Regions from separate parts of the Mus musculus genome. Here region 1 is linked to region 2. Evidence: chromatin contacts called from public capture Hi-C data. All regions are on one chromosome and are shown on one strand. Each heading gives the region's core, a stretch centred on a gene start, on an enhancer-like site or on the middle of the called end of the contact. The rest is flanking DNA. Distances are from core to core; before and after follow the strand shown.

Evidence for each region. Capture Hi-C pulls out chosen DNA fragments and counts their contacts.
Region 1: a capture Hi-C map of embryonic tail shows a contact between it and region 2, with 4 times the contacts expected there. The contact joins two enhancer-like sites. A contact is called at or near these places in 2 of 484 Hi-C or Micro-C datasets (the N1E-115 cell line and cranial neural crest) and 1 of 9 other capture datasets (embryonic tail).

The regions. Positions count from the first base shown.
Region 1 is chr12:34,199,414-34,202,486 of GRCm38.p6, reverse strand. All of the region lies in intron 23 of Hdac9 (histone deacetylase 9), which reads left to right. Among named protein-coding and RNA genes, the nearest start is that of Gm51984, 14 kb to the left of the region's middle. Within about 2 kb of position 1,271, at least 29 of the 459 cell types and tissues checked have an H3K27ac peak or open chromatin away from gene starts, as enhancers often do. A contact at or near this core is called in the N1E-115 cell line, where this site is marked.
Region 2 is chr12:33,591,034-33,594,471 of GRCm38.p6, reverse strand. No RefSeq gene overlaps it. Among named protein-coding and RNA genes, the nearest start is that of Gm23529, 140 kb to the right of the region's middle. Within about 2 kb of position 1,956, at least 24 of the 459 cell types and tissues checked have an H3K27ac peak or open chromatin away from gene starts, as enhancers often do. A contact at or near this core is called in the N1E-115 cell line, where this site is marked.

The sequences.
Region 1 (3,073 bases), core at 22-2,521, 610 kb before region 2:
TTGGCTGGGTCACACATTCATGAAATAATAGCAGTATTGAAGTTACCGATGTAGACTGAATTTGAGAAACAAATGAACACTTTTAATGAAACAGGAGCCAAACGCAAAAAAATTAAAATGTGGCTTGTTCAAAACCTGATATGGAATAAGATGAGTGTAAGTTGAAATATGTTCTCTCCTCTGTACCTCCAGTTTTAGACACTGTCTTTTAGATGCTCTGCTGCTCCAGTCTGACTTAATGCTTGCCAGTCCCTACCCCAGACACATTTCTGTCACTTTAACCTTTTGGGTGTTCAGAAATTCTACAGTAAAAATATCATTTCAGAAATATAACATCTCTCCAGCAAATATAATTACGCTCGGTGACCCAGCAGGTGGAAAAGATGAGGGTGAGTCGTATCAACCTCTTTATGCAGCACATTAATTTCTACAGAGAACTAAACTCTGCCCAAGGTATGCGAATATATTCCATTCTGTTGAGGGTTTTTTTTTGTTTTTTTGAAAATGTAAAATTAAACAATTATATGATAAGCCATTGCTCCTTAATTTGCAGTACCGCTTTCAATATCTTGTCTTTGTTGTAGAAGAGCATGTAAGACCCAATAGGGTCAATAGGCTTGGGAAGCTACAAGGTAGGAAAGGCTTCATGCTATGGTCAAGGGCAAACACAAAATCCTGGATCAAGAAGGGCTCACGAGATGCAACCTGAAATTTTCTTCTCTCGTAATCTTTGGTGAAGTGTATTGTCTTATAAAATGTCTGCATGCTCTCCTTGGGAAGGACTTCTAACTGTAACTGAACCACAAGGCTGCCCCCTGGTGCTTTATGTATTGTTTAATTGTTTGCCTTTGGTGAATGTTTTTATTAAAAGCCCATTATTTAGAGTAGGACCAAAGTGTCACTTTAAGAACAACAGAGGCAGAGCTGTTCAGCGGAATAGTTCCTTTTCATGGGTGTGTTTAATGCACACTGGATGCAGCTAATGAGCTGAAATTTCTTCTTGTAATACTTCAAAAAGAGCAACAACAACAACAAACAAAATTCTCCTTTTTTTATTTTCCTCTAATAAAAGGTGACTGGATTGGCTGTAAGAGCCATACTTGAGGATGGCTGTGCCCCAGCCAGGAGACGAGAACGGTGTCTGTCTGTGGTCATCTGCTCTGTCTGCCTCTGTTGTAGGGGATTTTGTTTCCAGTCACATACACTTCTCTGCACGTGGCCCTGGGATCATGGGAGGCAATGAAGTATGTGAGTTTCTCGGAGTGTTTACCAGGCCCTTTTGTGTTTCAGTGTATATCTGAGTGGGAGAGATAGGCCTTATTGTCTTCGGATTCTTCATAGTCTGTTTGCCAGGAAACTTCATCTCAGATTTTTTTTCCCAGCACACATTAGGCCCAGGAGTATTTTGAATTCAGTGATTCTAATGCTTGAGGTTCTTCTCTCTGAATAGCCCTTCTCTTATAGCTTCACCGGCACATTGGTCGCTTGCGAATTTGTTAGGATTTGACTCTGGAGAAAGTTCAGTGTTTGCCACCAGGTCCTCACAGACAGCAAGTAAGAGGCCTTTTCATTGTTTAGCTGTCTTCTTCCAGAGCTAATCTAGGGCTGTGACCCAGCCTCCAGCAAAAAATGAAAAGCCGAAGTACCTTGATACAATTTCTAGGCCCTAAATGATCTCATTAAATTCTGACTCTAGATATCAAGTAGACATTTGAGGAAATATGATTATTGACAAAATGTAAGCCTGTTATACACTATATTACTTCAAAAGGAGAAAGGCCATTAGGACATAATTACATCAGAAACAGTATACACATTGGGCTGGTTTATAAACTGTCACTTTCAGAAGTATGAAGACGTATAAAAGTTTCCAAAGGTCCCATTATGACCCTATTTCCAACAGTATTCTCTGACAAACTAAATAAATTACTGCATGTATTGGACCTTTGAGGCTTGGGGCAAAGAATGGAAAAATTATTTACAAAAGCTTGAAAATATTTAATCACTAGAGGCAGGGGGGCAACGGTGTTTTAATTAGCAGGTCCTCGGGCCATTGGCTGACTGGAGGCTTTCTCAAACAACCACACAAATGCACTGAATAGCTGTTTGCCAGCCTTAGGGTCAGGCCTGAGATGAAACAGATAAGATAATTGGCTCTAATGAAATCCAGAAGGCCTTGGCTTTCTTGTTTGAGCTTGGATTTGAAAAGTGCGTGTGGAAGTGAGGCTTAATTCAAACCAGAACTGAGCTAGGCCCATTTCTCAGTGACTTTGATATTGTTTGAAGTTCTGAAAGTGTTCGCCACACCGCTAGCCTGCTGGGCTGGGCCTCCCTGGTACCCTTAATTACTAAGCTTTATTGCTGACTTTACTACACAGGAAAGGGGCCATTATATGTTCCATCAACATCAGCTCTTCTCAGATTGGAGGAAAGGGCAGGGTTAAAGGCCACTGTAGGAAGGCAGCAGCTTCACTTTGAGGTAGGCAGATCATTTACCAGTGTTAAGTTTCAGTGTTATGTACATACATTCCTCACAACACAGAAGCCCGATTTCCATTTTTAAAGCAAATGATTACTTCTCTAAATATTTTCACTATGCCTCTTCCCACTCCCCCAGCAGAAGAGAAAAATAATTCCACACCATACAATATAACCGAATAAAAAATAAAATGAAAAACAAAACTTGACAATGCCTCCCAATTAATCATCATAGCAGCAGGCCAGGTCGGAATCTATAATAAGGAGGATTATTATTGATGCACCTTTGAAGTAGAGAAATCAGTGAGGAGCCCTCCTGTGCTGGGAGACACCCCGAGGAATAAAGACCCCTCAGGAGAGCCTACAGAATGAAATCCCCATTTTCAGACTCTTTCACAAAGAGGTTCCACAAAAGAGAATGCCTCCCATTCCATTCGGAAGCCAAATAGAAAAAAAAAAAAAAACAAACAAACAAACATGGAAGCGCCCTTTCCAGGACCCACTGAGTAGTGATGGGGTCACTACTTGCCACCAGTTGGTAAGGACAGAGTATGCATCTGCATGAATAAAGAAGTATCCATTCTTAGCGCTCTCA
Region 2 (3,438 bases), core at 707-3,206:
CAGTTTCACTGAAAAACAGAAAATAAGTTGAGGAGCGTGCCAGAGTTCACAGGAAATTAGTACGTGCTGTATCCGAGGAATAAAAACTATTGGAAAGCCTTCTGTCGCAGTTCTTACTCTCAATCCTTCTAAGGGGGGAACAAATAGGTGAAAATTAAGCATGCATCTAAATTAAAAAAAAAAAAAGGTAAAACAATTCAGAGAGTACAACAAACAGAAACACTAGAGTAGCTGAGAGCAGTAAGAAAAATAAAACAGGAAATTAATTGTAAACTGAAAATTATTTGATGGTTAATTGTTTAGAAAAAAACAAAGTAATATAAAATTAGGAAAAACAAAAACAAAACAAAGAATAATAGAAAGTGCAAGTTATCTATGCGAGTAAGTGTGCACCAGTGAGCACAGGTGACAGAAGAGGCCAGAGTCTGTGGATTCCTGCAGCTGGAGTTATAGGTGGCTGGAAGCTGTTCGGTGTTCCTGGAGCTGAACTCAGTTCCTCTGCAAGAATAGTCAGCGCATGCTTTTAACTGCTGAACCGCCCCCTCTCTCACCCTCACCCCCATTATTAAATAAGGAGCTATATCCTCTTGAGAAGAGTGCTCTAGTATGGACCCGACTGTTTGATGTTGTATCCCCAGGGCATTCTGAAGCTGTAATGAAAATCTTATTTACTGGTTTTGAGTTTCCTTTTAAAATGGTGCCTGTATCTCTTAGATTTAGTGTGTGAACTAAAATAAAAATAAATTGCACTTGTCTGTTAGTGCTTAAAGCAAGGAAGGAATCTTTAGCGTATTTTGACCCTGATGTTTAATAAAATCTGCACCATTAAAAGGTCACAATGAGTCAAACGTACTCTATATGGATGCACAACAGTTACTGAATTTTATCTTTGAAACAACCTTTTAACGCAGGGGCAGTAGCCCATGAAAGTTCTGACAGTCACATTTCTCTTATTGGATGAAAAAGAGCAAGCTTACTTTTTTTTTTCCCCTGAATGCCTCTGGCCACTCCTGGAGATAAATCACACTGAACACACAACCCACCTTTCTATAGGGTAGAGTTTATTTGTGTCTTATTATTTATCAAACAGTAACTGAGGAATTTATGAATAATGAAACGCTTCTCAAAATAAATGAGGGATTCCTTTCGCTCCGTTATTAATTATAGACCCTAAACTGGACGCTTTGGTCAGGAGCGGAGGTGCTCAGAAGGAGCCGTACAAAGTGCAGGCCCTGCTGTGTGGGTAAACTGATGACTCAATTCTAATATTAGGTTGAGCCGGGCACTCGAACTCTGCCAAGCCAGCTCCACGGGGAGCCCCACTTCAGCCCACTCACGTTTCCTAATAACGTGTTCTGTTTCAACACAGCTCAAGCCGGCCCTGTTCCCCGTGGCATTTTGATGTGAAAATGAAGGCAGCGCGTACAATAATGGATTGTAGAGATTTTTTTAGGATAAGATTTTTAAAGCAGCGGGTTGAAAGGCCATGGCGGGTATTGTGACAACGGCACATAGCTATGACCTAATGAAAATTAGAAATGATTCGCCGTTAGTATCTCTCTTTTGTTGTTTTGTCACAAAATGACTCCCCCTGCATTAAGAGGAAGATAAATCAGCTGTTATTCTGAGCAGGAAGAAGATGCTGGCGGGGAGGAGGGGCACTTAGACCCGTATCCTTGTAAAAAATAGGAGTCTGAAGCAGATTTAATTTATAAACCTGAGGGCAAAGAAGTTTCATGTGACGCTGGCCATGCGTTTCTGTGTTTTGACATTAGGGATTTAAGCTATCAGGCTGGTTGAGATTTTTACGACCCCTTTAGACATGTTTATTTGAAATCTCCCTGGCTTTCCTTGGTGAACTTTAGCCATGCAAAAGAACCCCAGGGCACAGACTCACCTCTGGCAGATTTGTTTCCCATTTCTCTGCTCTCAGAACTCCAGCTCCACCAGTATTGCTACACAGATCAAAAGACCCGTGTTTATTGTCCAGGCCACATGGTGGAAAATATATCTCTGCATAAGCTCTGCATTGGGTTTCCTGCCTCGAGAAGACAAAATCCTTTCTGTTTAGAAACAAAGATTGTTCTTAGAGAGTCCTGGCCTTGCCTAAAAAGCTGTCCCGCCTAGCTGCTGGCAAACTCAGTACTGTTTCTGAATAGGGGAAAAAAAAATCATTGCTTCGGTTGTGGTTTTTTAATAACGCATCCCCCTTCCTTAGCGATCACAGCTTCAGAGGTCTTTGGAAAAGTCTCTCAGATTTCTGGACACCTTGTTCTTCCTCAGTCTGAAAAAAGTAAAAGAGTGCAGAGAGCAGGTGACTTGAATGTTTTTGCTGGATTTTGAGGGGTCAGCCACACATCAATCTCATCACTTTCTAGGTTTCTCCTCCATGATTCTGCAAGTGCTTATTCGGGGAATTAAAGAAAGTCCTTTTAATTGAGCAGATCCTGAATTAGTGCAACACCGTGGGGCATTGGGTATTACTCAGCAGCAAGGATTCAATTACCAAGGTCAACACAGATGTAGCTAAGTCCTCCAGGAACCTATTTTATCCTAAAAAGTCCACATGCAGCCACAGAGGGTTTTTTTTTTTTTTTAATTAGAATCCCTCTCTGCAATACAAACTTGTGAAAAGTGCTCCACTTTGCTACAAGAATAGGCTGTTTCTGCCAACGGCTTGAAGTGATCTAAGAATCTGCATGATAAAGCTTAGAAATCAGAAGAGACAATCTATGGACTAGAAAAAATTCCCTATATACCATGTATGTGACAAAAAATTCAAAGCCAAAATATTTCAGAAATTCACCCAACTCAGTAATGTGATAAACAAACAGCCTGGTTTTTAAAATGACAAAAGACTCTCATTCTTCCAAGGAGGAGAAACAAATTAGCGAATGCATGAAGCCTGCTCCATGTCATTAATCATCAAGGAAATGAAGATCAAAACCACACTGAGGGGTTACCCCTGCCTGCTAAGCCATCTAGGATCTGAACACTAGATGGGTGTTAATGAAGACATGGAGAAAGGGGAGTCTTTGTGTGGCGTTGAGAGAAATGTAAATTAGAATATCCATTATGGAAGACCATACTGTGTTCCTCCTGGAACTCGTAACCGAACTACCATACGACCAGAAATCTTGCTTACTGCTAGCTCCTCAAGGAAATTGAAATCAGTATGTTGAAAAGATATCTGCATCCTAATCCCTGTTCACTACAGAACTATCCACATAAGCCAAGATATGGAGCCAATCCAAGGATCCCTCAGCAGATGGAATGGATTAAGGAAATGTGCTATTTTGGGATGATGCAATGTTAGTCAACTTGAAAAAAAATTCTTTTTGACATTTTCAACAACTGAGATGAAACTGGGGAACATTATGCGTCATAAAATAATCCAGTCAAATGTTTCATGACCTTGTTTCTATATAGACTGTTAAA